Regions from separate parts of the Anser cygnoides genome. Here region 2 is linked to region 1. A link is a contact called in public Hi-C data. All regions are on one chromosome and are shown on one strand. The core of a region is the stretch at or near the end of the contact, and the rest is flanking DNA. Distances in the headings are between cores, read along the strand shown.

Region 1 (5,851 bases), core at 1,364-3,863:
TTGCCACTGCCAGCTCCGAGGAGCAAGCTTGGCCGGCTGAAGGGTGAGGCTTAAAATTTGGTTGTTGCCTCTGCTGCAGAGCTGTGTCGAGCCGGTTGCTGCGAAACACCTCGATTAGCAGGAGGACTGATTGCTCCCTCTTTTAATCAAGGTAACCCAAAGCTGGCTTCAAACCCTGAGCTTTAAAAGCAGCCTTGATTTATGTGAGGTTGCAGCTTTGTTCAAATCGAGTCTGAACATTTTTTTTTTGAGCTTGTTTTTTTTTTTTTCCAATTTAGACTAAGATGCAGCAAAAAATAAAGCTGTAAGATCTGGGAGTGTTAATTTATATTTTTTTTTCAGTGCCAGCATTTGAAATTCCAACTCCCAGTTAGGAAATTTGTCGAAGAAGTTGTGTGAATCATCCATACCATCAATTTAGGACCGATCACATGGGAAGGGAGCAGAAAATTAGTCACTTCGTTAATCTGCTTCCAATAAAAATGACTTAGAAATACACGGGGGGGGGGGGTAAAACATAAGAGCAGCTTGTGGGAGCGGCTGTCACGCGTCCTCGCACCGGCGCAGCAGCCACCTGCTTGTTTCCCTGTGCTTTTTTGGGGTGGCCGGCGAGGCCCTACAGCTGCCTGCGCTTTGGTTCGTGATCAAAGCGGCTTCGGATGGCGGCAGCACTGCGAGCGCAACCGGGGGCAGCTGGAAGGCGGCCTCCCCCCGGGGAGCAGCGGTTCTAACCGGCTAACTTTAGGTGCGCAGAAGGGCTTCGATACCCAGAGCAAGCCGCGTGCAGCATTCCTTACTTAGATCAGTTTTCCAAAAAAAAATCAGAAGATGGAAAGATAAAGGAGGAAAACATGGAGGAATGGCCTTCTAATCGCTATACGCGCACGTTCTTTTGGCAGTAAGGGAAAAAACTTTTACAGCTAAGAAAAGGCAAATAACTTTGTACGAGGAATTTAACAGCAGCGGCTACAAAGGAGGCGATGCTTTGGGATGAGGTGGAGGTTTGTGTTTTTGAAAGCTTTTACAGGAGCAAAGATAACGCTGCAGTGAAAGAGCAGATAATGTCCTGTGCATCCTTATGGAAACAATTTTATTTATTTATTTTTCCCAAGTCTGGAGTGAACTTTCAGGGAGAGGAGAGGCCAAGGGGCTGGTCAGGGTTGCAGCATGTTGGCGGTGCTGATGCAAAGGGTTTGGAGAAGCCAGGAAGGGTGAGCGTGGTCTGGGAGAGCTGAGAAATCGCTGTCCCTGAGAGCCGACAGTGAGCTTGTTTCTCCCTGGATGTACACTGCTCCCTGCATTGCTGCCGGGGGAGACTCAAGGGGTCGCTTTCCCAAGTAGCCTCTAAGAGATTTCCACGAGATAAGCTTCAGAGCCGCATTACGCACGGGCACTTCCCCGGCACCGCACGGTTTGCTAGCAGCTGGTGTTGTGTTTTTGGTACAAAACGCTCTCCTCCTTCGGTTCTCCCTCCAGCAGCGATGCGACACCGGGGCTGAGCTCATTCATACCTGAGCCCCTGTGTCGCCACGGGCAGCTCAAAGCCGAAACTCCTCCGTAAGAGGAGGAAAAACGCCTGCTGCCGCTCCCTGCCTTTCGGTTACGTGCCACTTGCCGTGGGCCGGACGCTGGTAAATGATTGCCAGAGGCTGGCTCTGCACCCAAACGGGAGCCTCTCGCCCACGCGGGACCCGCGGCGTCCCGCTCCCGGACCGACCATCGCTCGTCACCCCTCGTCTCGGCGGCCGCCGTCGTTTCGTGCGAGGAGAGGTGAGGCCGTTGCTTTTCTCATAACACAGCCGGCTGCTTTTATTTATTTTCAAACCACCCACTCCTGGCCTCCGCCGGGGCTGTGGGGTAGGACGGGGTGGGGAAAAGCCCGGCTCCACGGGCGGTTTTGGCGCTGGCGGTGCCAGTAGTTGGCACGTCGCTTTCCAGGACACCCTGCCACCCGGTGCCGGCGCTGGGGTCCTGTGTCCCGGCACGATGGTGGCTTTGGGGTGGCAAAACCCAGCCGGGTGGTGCCCGAGCTCGGCAGCGACGCTGAACTTTGCTCCATGGCGGGGGCGGGCGCCGGTTTCACTGGGAGTTTGCGGCCACGCAGCGGGGCAGAACCATGCTCTGAAATGAGACTGGTCTCCACCTCGCCAATACAGCATTTAGGGAACGTTGGTGGGAGAAATGGGCAGAGCCCGAGCTCCTTCGCTGCTGCTGGTTTTCCCCCTCGGCGCTGCCGAGTCAAATAATCGTGCCCGTGGCGGCTGCTCCGCACCCGCTGCCCTCGGTCCCCGCCGCGCTCCGCGGGTAAATCTGGAAGTGAGGGATCGATAACGCTGCTGCGGGTGATGGGGAGGCTGGTGTTGGATCAGCTGCTCCCAAGTGCTCCCCGGGGGATGGATTTGGCTTTCGGGCTTGTTCTCCAACAAGTCGTTCTGCCCCAGCACCGTCAGGTCTCCTGGTGGGAACAGCACCGTGGGACTGTTTCCTTTCCTAGGCTTCTCCTTTGCCTTGTGTCACGGCTAAAGCCTTGTGTTGCTCAGGGTGGGAGCCTTTGAGCCCTTGCTTTGATTCCTCAAGGAGGCAAAAATAAAAAAATAAAAAGGTGTTTAACTCAAGTTAAATCTTTTCTCCCTGCGCTGACACCTGCTCCTCCTTCAGCCTGCTCCTTGCAGGCACCCCTGGGGCGACGGCAGCGGTCGTGGCGTGTCCCCAAACTTTGGGGAACGGGGGGAACTGGGAGCTGGGCTAGGTTTGGAAAGCAGTTTGGGACCCTTTGTACCTTCCTCTGCCCAGGTCCCTCAGACAGGCTTGATGCTTGAAGGCTCCACAAAAAAACATAGGAGGAAAAAACATTTTGAGAGTGTTTACAACCAGAATAAACCCAGATATCTGAGTTCTTTGCAGATTACGTCGATTTAATTTCATTTGTTAAGACTTGTGGTCGTTTGGCTGCTGGAAGAGGCAGGAGTGCTAAGTGAGATTTTGCTGCAGTTAATTTTTCCCATTTCTTAATCCCTCTCAGATTAACAGAGGGGAAGGCAAATAGAGCACAACGTGCGCCATCTACACCTCTCAATTTCCCTTTGCACAGCTGGGAAGGGTGGGCGGGAGGGCGGCCGGAGGCTTCTCTGCCTTTTAGATATTGTTTGGAAAATCCCCAGTGCCGCACTGCCAAATTGTTAGGGAAATAGCAGCGAAAGTCCAACAAATCCATTAAAAGGCTGCGCTCTCAGCAGAAGTAGGCAGGGTGTTTCCTGGCTGCCCAGGCCTACCATGCACACGGGCAAACCTCAGTGCTTCTCACCTGGGGAGGACTTGGACCCGCTGCCCAGACCTGAGCTGTGCACGGGGTTTTTGGTGAGACAGAAGGGTTTTATTGCGGGTGAACGCCGGTATTTTAGCAATAACACCATAAATCTGATCTGCGAGCAGCAGCAAGCGTCTGGCTCCGGCTGCACCTCGTGGGTGGGGGCTGATGTTCCAGGCGCCCGGCAGACCTAAAAGCGCGGCTGTTAAAGCATCGCCCCTAGAAGAGGCTCAGGACTGACTCCTCGTGTCTTCTCTCCCGCAGGGACCGCGTCCCGCGATGCCCCAGCGTGCCTGAGGCCCGGCAGCCGCGGGGATGGAGCTGAAGGTGTGGGTGGACGGCATCCAGCGGGTGGTCTGCGGCGTCTCGGAGCAAACCACCTGCCAGGAGGTGGTCATCGCTTTGGCGCGGGCCATAGGTGAGCGGCGCACACCTGAGCGAGCTAAAGCGGAGCTCTCAAGACCCGACCAAACTCCTTGCCCTCCGTTTGGCACGGCCGTGTGTTTATATCCCTCCTCACAGAGGCTTGCTGGGGAGATGGCCAAAATAAATAGCTTGCAAGCGGCGTGGACAGGGTGCCTGGATGCCGGTGCCTGCCGTGCTCTCGCCTGTGGTCAATCCTGCCTTCTAGTGGCTCAGTTTCAAAACGCTGCGATCCTATTAGCGCGCAGGCTTTGCGCTGCGACGTTTCCCCTCTGTGCCAGGTTTGAGATCGAGCCCTGTAGATCAAAGCCCTCGTATCTCCGATTTCTCTTGCACGCCTTCCAAAAAGAACAGCAGGCTGATGTCTCCTCCACCTCCGCTCTCCAGGGCGTGCGTTCTTCCAGGCTGAGGGAACAGCAGGGCAGCTCCAGTTGGTGTCCTCAGCTTTTTCACACGCAAAACTCGACCGCGGAGGCGCTGAGCTTTGCAGAGAGATGCCCCATCCTACAAAGAGGGGCAGCACGGGACCCCGTTAACGGGGGGATGACTCGTGCCGTCCTCTCTGCGGCGAGCTGCTCCTGCTGTTGGGTGTCCCTGGGGAGATGGGTGGAAGATTTGGGTGATGGGTGGGAGATTCGGTGGGAAGATTTGGAAGGGGAAAGGGAGGAAAATGAATTTGTGCGGGTTTCGGGGTGCGCCCCACTTCCCCGGCACCATCCTCCCCCCAATGCTCTCGCTCGTTTTGGTGTCCAGAGCAAAACAAAAATGCCCCATCCTTGGTGGGTAGGGGCACCTCTGGGTGCTTCCTGGGGAGAGGGAACCTCCTGGGGGCAGGGTCCAGCTCTGGGGCAGCGGGGACGTCACCGGCCGCGGCTTCCCCCCCGGGTGACGTGCTTGTGTCCTGCCCTCAGGTCAGACGGGGCGCTACGTCCTGGTGCAGAAGCTCCGGGAGAAGGAGCGGCAGCTCCTCCCGCTCGAGTGCCCCTTGGAGTCGCTGGCCAAGTGCGGGCAGTATGCCAACGACGTGCAGTTCATCCTGCGGCGGACGGGCCCCAGCGTGGCCGAGCGGCCCTCCTCGGAGGGCGCTCCCCAGGCTCCCGAGAGGACTTTCATCCGGGCCAGCCTGCCCATCAAGCCCCGTACCGTGAGCACTGAGGCGCCCCGGCCCCGGGAGCCCAAGAAATCGATGACCTTCAACTTGGGTCCCATGGGCTCCGGCGAGCTGTTTGCTAAGAGCCGCTGGAGGCAGCACGCCTGGGAGGGGATGGAGCTGAAGGACAGCGGGGCCGGCCAGCTCTCCAAGGAGGAGCTGTTTAAGACGGTGCTGCGGCAGCAGGAGCAGCTCAACTCCTTGGAGGCCCACGGGGACACCCTGGAGACGGACCTGCGGTTCTGGGAGCACGGCCGGGCCCCCAGCCAGGAGGACGAGATCCTCTACCTGGAGCACCTGGTGCGGAGGAACGAGACGGAGCTGGGCGAGGAGGAGTTCTGGCAGAGCGAGCTCCGGCTGGAGAAGGAGTGCGAGCGGGAGAGGCAGGAGCGGGTGAGGAGCCTGCGGGCCAGCCTGGAGGAGTACACGCAGAGGATCTACGAGCTGAGCGCCCGCACCGAGGCCCTGCAGAAGGAGATCCAGTGGGAGATGGCCGAGAGGGCCAAGAGGGGCAAGGAGAGCCCTGTGCCGAGCCCCACGGACCTGGAGGACATGGCTGCCAAAATGAAAAGGGATCTGGAAGCTAAAGTCAAGCAGGGCACGCAGCTGGAGAGCAACCTGGCCAGCGTGGAGAAGGCCCTGGAGGAAGCCGAAAGGTCCCTGCAGGTAGGTACGGCCAGATTACCTGGCCCTGGGGGGTGAGGGACCCTCCAGGGGGAGAAAAAGGGGGTCTACACCTGGAAGGAAGCAGGCACGGGTCTAGCGTGGGCGAGGGGCTCCTGCACGCGTGGTGGTGCCACAGCAAGCGGTCCTCGTGTAGCCGCTGTGTGGGGTCGATGCAGCCAGGCGAAAGGCAGGGATCGGCGGTTGGTGTCCCCGCTGGCGTTGTTGGTCAGCGTTGTTTTTATGTCCATGCCTGGGAAGAAGGAATAGCGGAGGGGAAGCGCAGGTCTCCGCGGTGCCCAGGCACG
Region 2 (5,789 bases), core at 2,416-4,915, 390 kb before region 1:
ATACTGTTTAATTTATGCTGAGAATTGTTACAAATAAATAAGGAAGATAGTCTTCCAGTGTAAAAACACCTACCTTATCATTTCTAAGTAGATAGAGATAGACACAGTGCAGATCTTGAACACCTATTGACAGATAAGCAGAAATATAATATGGCAGCGAAACTGGTAAACTCTAAAGAGATTACCTACTATTTGATCCAGAATACTTTTAGTGATCAAAGAAACCTGTAAGCGAGATAATTTCGCAAAAGGTACTGTCATTTTCCACTAGCAGGATATAATGCTTTTTGCTATTTTTATGGGCACTATTTTTATGGTGCCATTCCATCATTTTGTTGACAAAAATGTACAGAATTGTCCATTTCTTTTTGTGGTACGGCAAAGTTTACTACACTAAATTAAGATAGATTAAGATTGCATATTAAAAAACAAACAAATTTGCTTCTGATTCTATTTGAAAAGAGCAACAGGCCGCGACAACCATTACCATTTTTTTATATTTAAAATACCATTTGTATAGCAAAGGTAGCTGACAATAGCAGTTCAAATCAGTTGTCTTATATACTGGAGTAGGAAGTCAGAAGTTTATAAAGGAACAGAAAACCAAACAAAAATTCCATAAACTGCATTCTAATGTGACAAGAAAAAGTTTAGCTTTACAGTGACAAAGACCAAGAATATGCATCCTAGAAACATTTTAGTAAATGTTCACTATGAAAGCAGAACATTGGGCATAACACAGGGATTTTTCTGTAATGACCTAAAATTTCTTGCATCCTAAGGTGAATTTGATGCTGAAACATTTTTCTATGCAGAATACTGTGGTTCTTGTAGAACCTGAGATAACTATAATGACTCTGTAATTATTAGCTGAGACTTATGACAAAATCTTTCTGCATCCAGTGTTGCTAATAGCACCAGGTTGATGTAGGTCTTTGATCATTCCACAGAGCTCAAGTCACATGAGGATAACATTGACCTTATTTCAAGGAAGAGTTATTCATGCCACTTCTTTGACTTAGAGAGGTTGTTCACCCAGTCATGCCTGACTGAAATAGAAAGGATGGATTTACAAATTCAGTGCCAGATACACGGAGTTGACAAACACTATAGTTAATCTGTAAAATTAGTTCCAGAGCTATAAAAGGCACAGGGAGAGACAGATCCAGCATGCTCACTGGAAGAACTCTACTATCATTTACAAACTCAAGCAGCCACCTGTCAGCTTCTGTAGTCTCTTCTCCTCCACAGACTTTTTCTCTCTGTCCCTAACGTAGTTCATATACTTGTCTAGCCCCATGGTTCTTTTTTTTTTTTCTTTTTCTTTTTAACTTTCCACTTCCACTATCATCTCTGTGCAACATCGTTCACAGAGCCCAGGCTCTCAGCTCTTTCAGGTCCTTATTTCTGCCCCCCTACCCCCTCCCCCCCCATATAGATACCTGACGATCTTGAAGATGCCTTCATAGGATTGCTCTCTGAAAAATGCAGTTATTCCCAATCCTCCAGTCACTCAAAGAAAGAAGAGAGAAACTCTGACATGCCAAGGTGACAAAGAAAAGCTAAGTTTAAGCAGAGAATTAAATTCAGGTTATCAAGAGTCTTTGCAAGAGGACATGTCTCGTCTTCCAAATCCCCTTCCTTAAATCCACTCTTACTACTGCTTGGAATCTAGCCTGGGCAAGTGCGAACACTTGTAAAACAAATGACTCAAATTGTAAAGAGTCCAAATATTTTCAGTCTTACTTGTCAAGTGAAAGATATCACTGTCTAGCAGGTAATGCTCCTTACACTTGAGACACTGGTCTTGAAATAACTCTAGCTATACACTTCTAAATCCCTGTTTGAATCTAGCCCTAAGGGAAGAAATGATGTTAAAGCCACTTTCATTCCGAGTAAGAGCATCCATACAGGGGGATAAATACTGTTCAGCCACCACGCTTGATGCAGATTTGTCAAATATCCTGATATACAGGAACATTTCTGGATTTTTCCATGCAGGTACTAGTCCAGTCAAGCCCTCTTCAGCATTAGAAGTGTGCCTCATATCATAAGACACCTTATTTTGCAGCTATATTTGCTGTGTTGTTCATTCTTTGTAGGGTATGTTATGGGGCATATTGCTGGGTGCCTGTCACCTGAATGTTTATTGACTCATGAAGGTTATCAAACGACTAGAATTACTTGCTATGTCATACACCATTACTTTGTATGGACATTATAGTGGCCAGTGCTTCTACTCCCATTTTAGTTCAATGTGACTGCTGCTTTCCCCAATGATACATAAGCAGTAATAGGTAATAACTACGCCATGACATACTTACTTCATAGAGCTCAAGCACCCAAGCAATGAAGGAATTGCCAGTGCTGCTTTTATAGTCCGTGTTCATACTGGTATGGCAATTAGCCAAACTGACAAAATGGCAGTATTTCACTTAAGTATCTTTTTATTTTCTCTCTCCCATGTAAGTACATCCATTTCCACATTTATTCCATTATCTTTCACTAATACAAGAAATAATTGTGAGACTGAGGTTTTCCTTCATAAATGTTTCTATGCACCATTGATTTTATTTCAGCTTTGTTGTGGTTACACTAACAAAAGCAAGCATTTGAGCTACGAGTGGTTTTGTCTGAGCCATCATCTTTCACCTGATGGCTTTTTTGGTTTAACACGGGCTATTTACATTTAGCTTTTGGAATTAGAGTAATAAGAGCAGGAAAGGACCTCAGGAGGTCACCCATTGCCTCCCCCTGCTGCAGGGCAGAGCCAAACAGCTAAACCACAGCTAAGCAGATCTGAGTTCTCCCTAGCTGTTGACACCTGACCGATGCCCACACAATATCCACTGGTGGCCATTTACCTCAGCTTCAAGATCTGATCTACTTACAGGTGCTGTAACTGCTAACAGGTGATGTGACTCATAGCGTCCATTACACACACAGCTCTTTTCATTTCATGCTTTTGCTGTGTCCTTTCACAACACTCTGCATCTTCTGCAGGTCTGAAAATCTACACGTTGCAGTAGAAAGGACATTTCCACTATCCCTCTACCCAACACTATTGTCTGCAAACAGTTTACATCAGCCTCTGTGCTCTGTGATAAATCATCTGCTTTCACAACCCAGGGCAGTTATAAATAGCAACACATGATTTCACATTTTGTAAAACCCACAAAACTTCCCAAGAAACTGATTGCCCAACTAAAATGCAGGAAAAAGGGCAAAATTAACTATAATGCACCAGGTAAGCAAAACGTCTTGAGACTTTTTTTTTCTGTTTCCTTTCATTTGGAAAGCACTCAGACACAAGTGTCATTTCTAAAATGATGAAGTTTGTTGAGGCTGCAAAGAGCTTTCCTTGAAAATCCTTTTGCTCAGCAGGAATTCCACTGGGAGAATGTGGCTTGGATAATGAAGTGATCTCAAAGTTGGTGGTCTGTGTTCTAGGAATACATTACTTATTCATATGTGGGACTTCGTTGTTTTTCCTGCAGCATTCATCTTCATACTGTCCTGTATCTTTAAAGTTTCCATGGAAAGGCACGTATCTTTTGCAGGAACTTGTGTGTAACTATACAGAAGTTATCTACAGCAAAATATGCATGGGAGAAAAAAATATTTCACTGAGCAGGAATTTTGCTATCAAGTTTTGGATTTCATCCTCAAAACGGTGCCTCCCTTCACAATAATGGATGAGTTAGAAAAATATTCCCAGCTTCTCTTCAGAAGGGGAACACCAGCCAATGAGCATATTGCCCTATCAGCTGCTGCACTGGATCTCAGTAATAACCCCAGCTCATTGCCCCAGAAACCTTTTGTCTTTGTGCTTTTTCTGACAAAACAGCATTAACAAATTCTACAATTTAAAACCTTCGAGAGTTTTTTTTTCCCCCTCTCTGAATGGGAGTTATCTGGTGCAATGTGTTTACACAATATAATCAACAGTAAACCCTAACTAGGGTAATCCCAAGAAGAGGAACCTGATGGTTTGGAACAGATTTAAAATAACCAGAAAGGGCACAGATCTGACGTGCAATGACATATTCCAAGTGCTCTAAATACACAAGACCTTTCAACCCATTAGAAATGATAAGCTTCATCCCACTGCATCATAAGAAGAAAATAAACCACACTAACCCTAATGCCTGCAAATAAAGCAAAGCATCGTAGCTGCTTTGTCAGAACTTGTATGACCTTCCTCTCTATAAAACATGCCTCATAACAATGGTGGGGTTAAGAATCAGAAGTAGGATACAATTTACATTACACAAAAATAAACTTAGAGATATTCAGCCACTGAGATACTAATTTCCTGATGTAAGTCCCAGGCAAAAATTAGAAACTGTAGTCCATTACTGCCTCAGGACGGTGCCCCTTGATATGCCTTATTATAAATCCCAGGGTAGCGCAGCATAGTAGGCTGAAAGAAAATGTTCTTGATGATGTACTGGAAACAGATGACTCTCAGTACCCCAACACTAAACTGAAACATTTTTCTATGCAGAATACTGTGGTTCTCGTAGAACCTGAGATAACTATAATGACTCTTTAATTATTAGCTGAGACTTATGACAAAATCTTTAGTATGACACTTTAGTAGTGTCATACTAAAAAATATTTCCAGGCATATTCACAGATGGCAGGCATATATCTAACTGCCTGTTAGTACAAGGACATGCAGAGGAGCATGTCTTGCACTCTTCACCATTAGAAAGTGATTGAGACGATGTCCTAAATTCCAGTGGTACAGCTGGAATGGATGTATATGTAGGACCCAATGCATATGAATCATCACACCAGCCAGATCCTGACCCTTCACTCAGTTTTTTCAGCTCCTCTTCAGGCAACATTCCCATTTACATTAATGTGACTACTTTCACAAGGGAAGGTCATAAGCATAAGAGTCATTGCACCGTTCCTAGAGGCAGATCATGACCCTTAAGTACACATTTATTGTAGAGCTGATAGGTAACTCATGGTGTAACACAGCTGATTGAAGAAGACATTTTTTGGCAAAAGAAATTAAGTGGAGTGAATTAACTTTATGGATCGAAACACAGTAAAGCACAGGAGGCCTACTGAGGAATGGAAGTACCGATTATTGTGTGTTTCTGCTAATGAGAATCTAACATACAACTTGCACAAGAACAAGCTAAAGCCTCCATTACTCAGAGGAGATCAATTCATGTCATTGGGATTGTTTCTAAGGATGGTGGTTTTAGACAATTTAGAAAAGTTTAGCTGAAACTAAAAACTCTCCTTAGATTTTAAGGACCCAAAGGAGTTATGTATAACAATCCTAAAAAGACTTCCTAAAACAGCTAGGTAAACCATCTGTAACAAATGCATATTGCCAAAGTAAAAGCAACCAGGGAATCTGGCCACATCATGGATTTCGAAGTTTCAGCCCAGGAAGATGGAAACACCGAGGAACTATCTGCCCAGCTAAGCACATGTAGCATGGCTTCCAGAAAAGGCTAAAACCAAAAGACATTGGAACTTTCCGGACATATTTTTAACAGTTGGGTTGGGAACAGAACTGTTGAAGTCTTAATTAATGCTGTTCCTCCTTATTCTGCAGCTATGTACAGGTAGTGTATATATATGTTGCGGCAGTACTGCTCTTAGGAAGGGAGACTAAAGCAGTGCTTCCAGGGAGTTTTGGAGTCTGGTGAAAACAGTTTTGTGCAGAGAGGGATTTGTCATTTTCAGAAAGGAACACGATATATTTGCCGAGGATGCTCAGCTTTGGAATGAGAGGGCAGAAGAGACAATGAGCATGCAGT

The links. Hi-C and Micro-C count contacts between places; a contact is called where the count stands out from the background.
Region 2: a Hi-C map of liver shows a contact between it and region 1, with 1.9 times the contacts expected there. The contact joins two enhancer-like sites. A contact is called at or near these places in 2 of 7 Hi-C or Micro-C datasets (both in liver).

What each region holds. Positions count from the first base shown.
Region 1 is chr5:20,590,598-20,596,448 of Taihu_goose_T2T_genome, reverse strand. It overlaps RASSF7 (Ras association domain family member 7), which reads left to right. Exons shown (of 7, transcript XM_066997356.1): 2 at 3,572-3,725; 3 at 4,642-5,546. The coding sequence starts at 3,623. Among named protein-coding and RNA genes, the nearest start is that of RASSF7, 13 kb to the left of the region's middle. Within about 2 kb of position 2,613, at least 1 of the 3 cell types and tissues checked has open chromatin away from gene starts, as enhancers often do. A contact at or near this core is called in liver, where this site is marked.
Region 2 is chr5:20,982,462-20,988,250 of Taihu_goose_T2T_genome, reverse strand. The region is part of intron 1 of LOC125182190 (a long non-coding RNA gene); the gene reads right to left. Among named protein-coding and RNA genes, the nearest start is that of EGLN3, 18 kb to the left of the region's middle. Within about 2 kb of position 3,665, at least 2 of the 3 cell types and tissues checked have open chromatin away from gene starts, as enhancers often do. A contact at or near this core is called in liver, where this site is marked.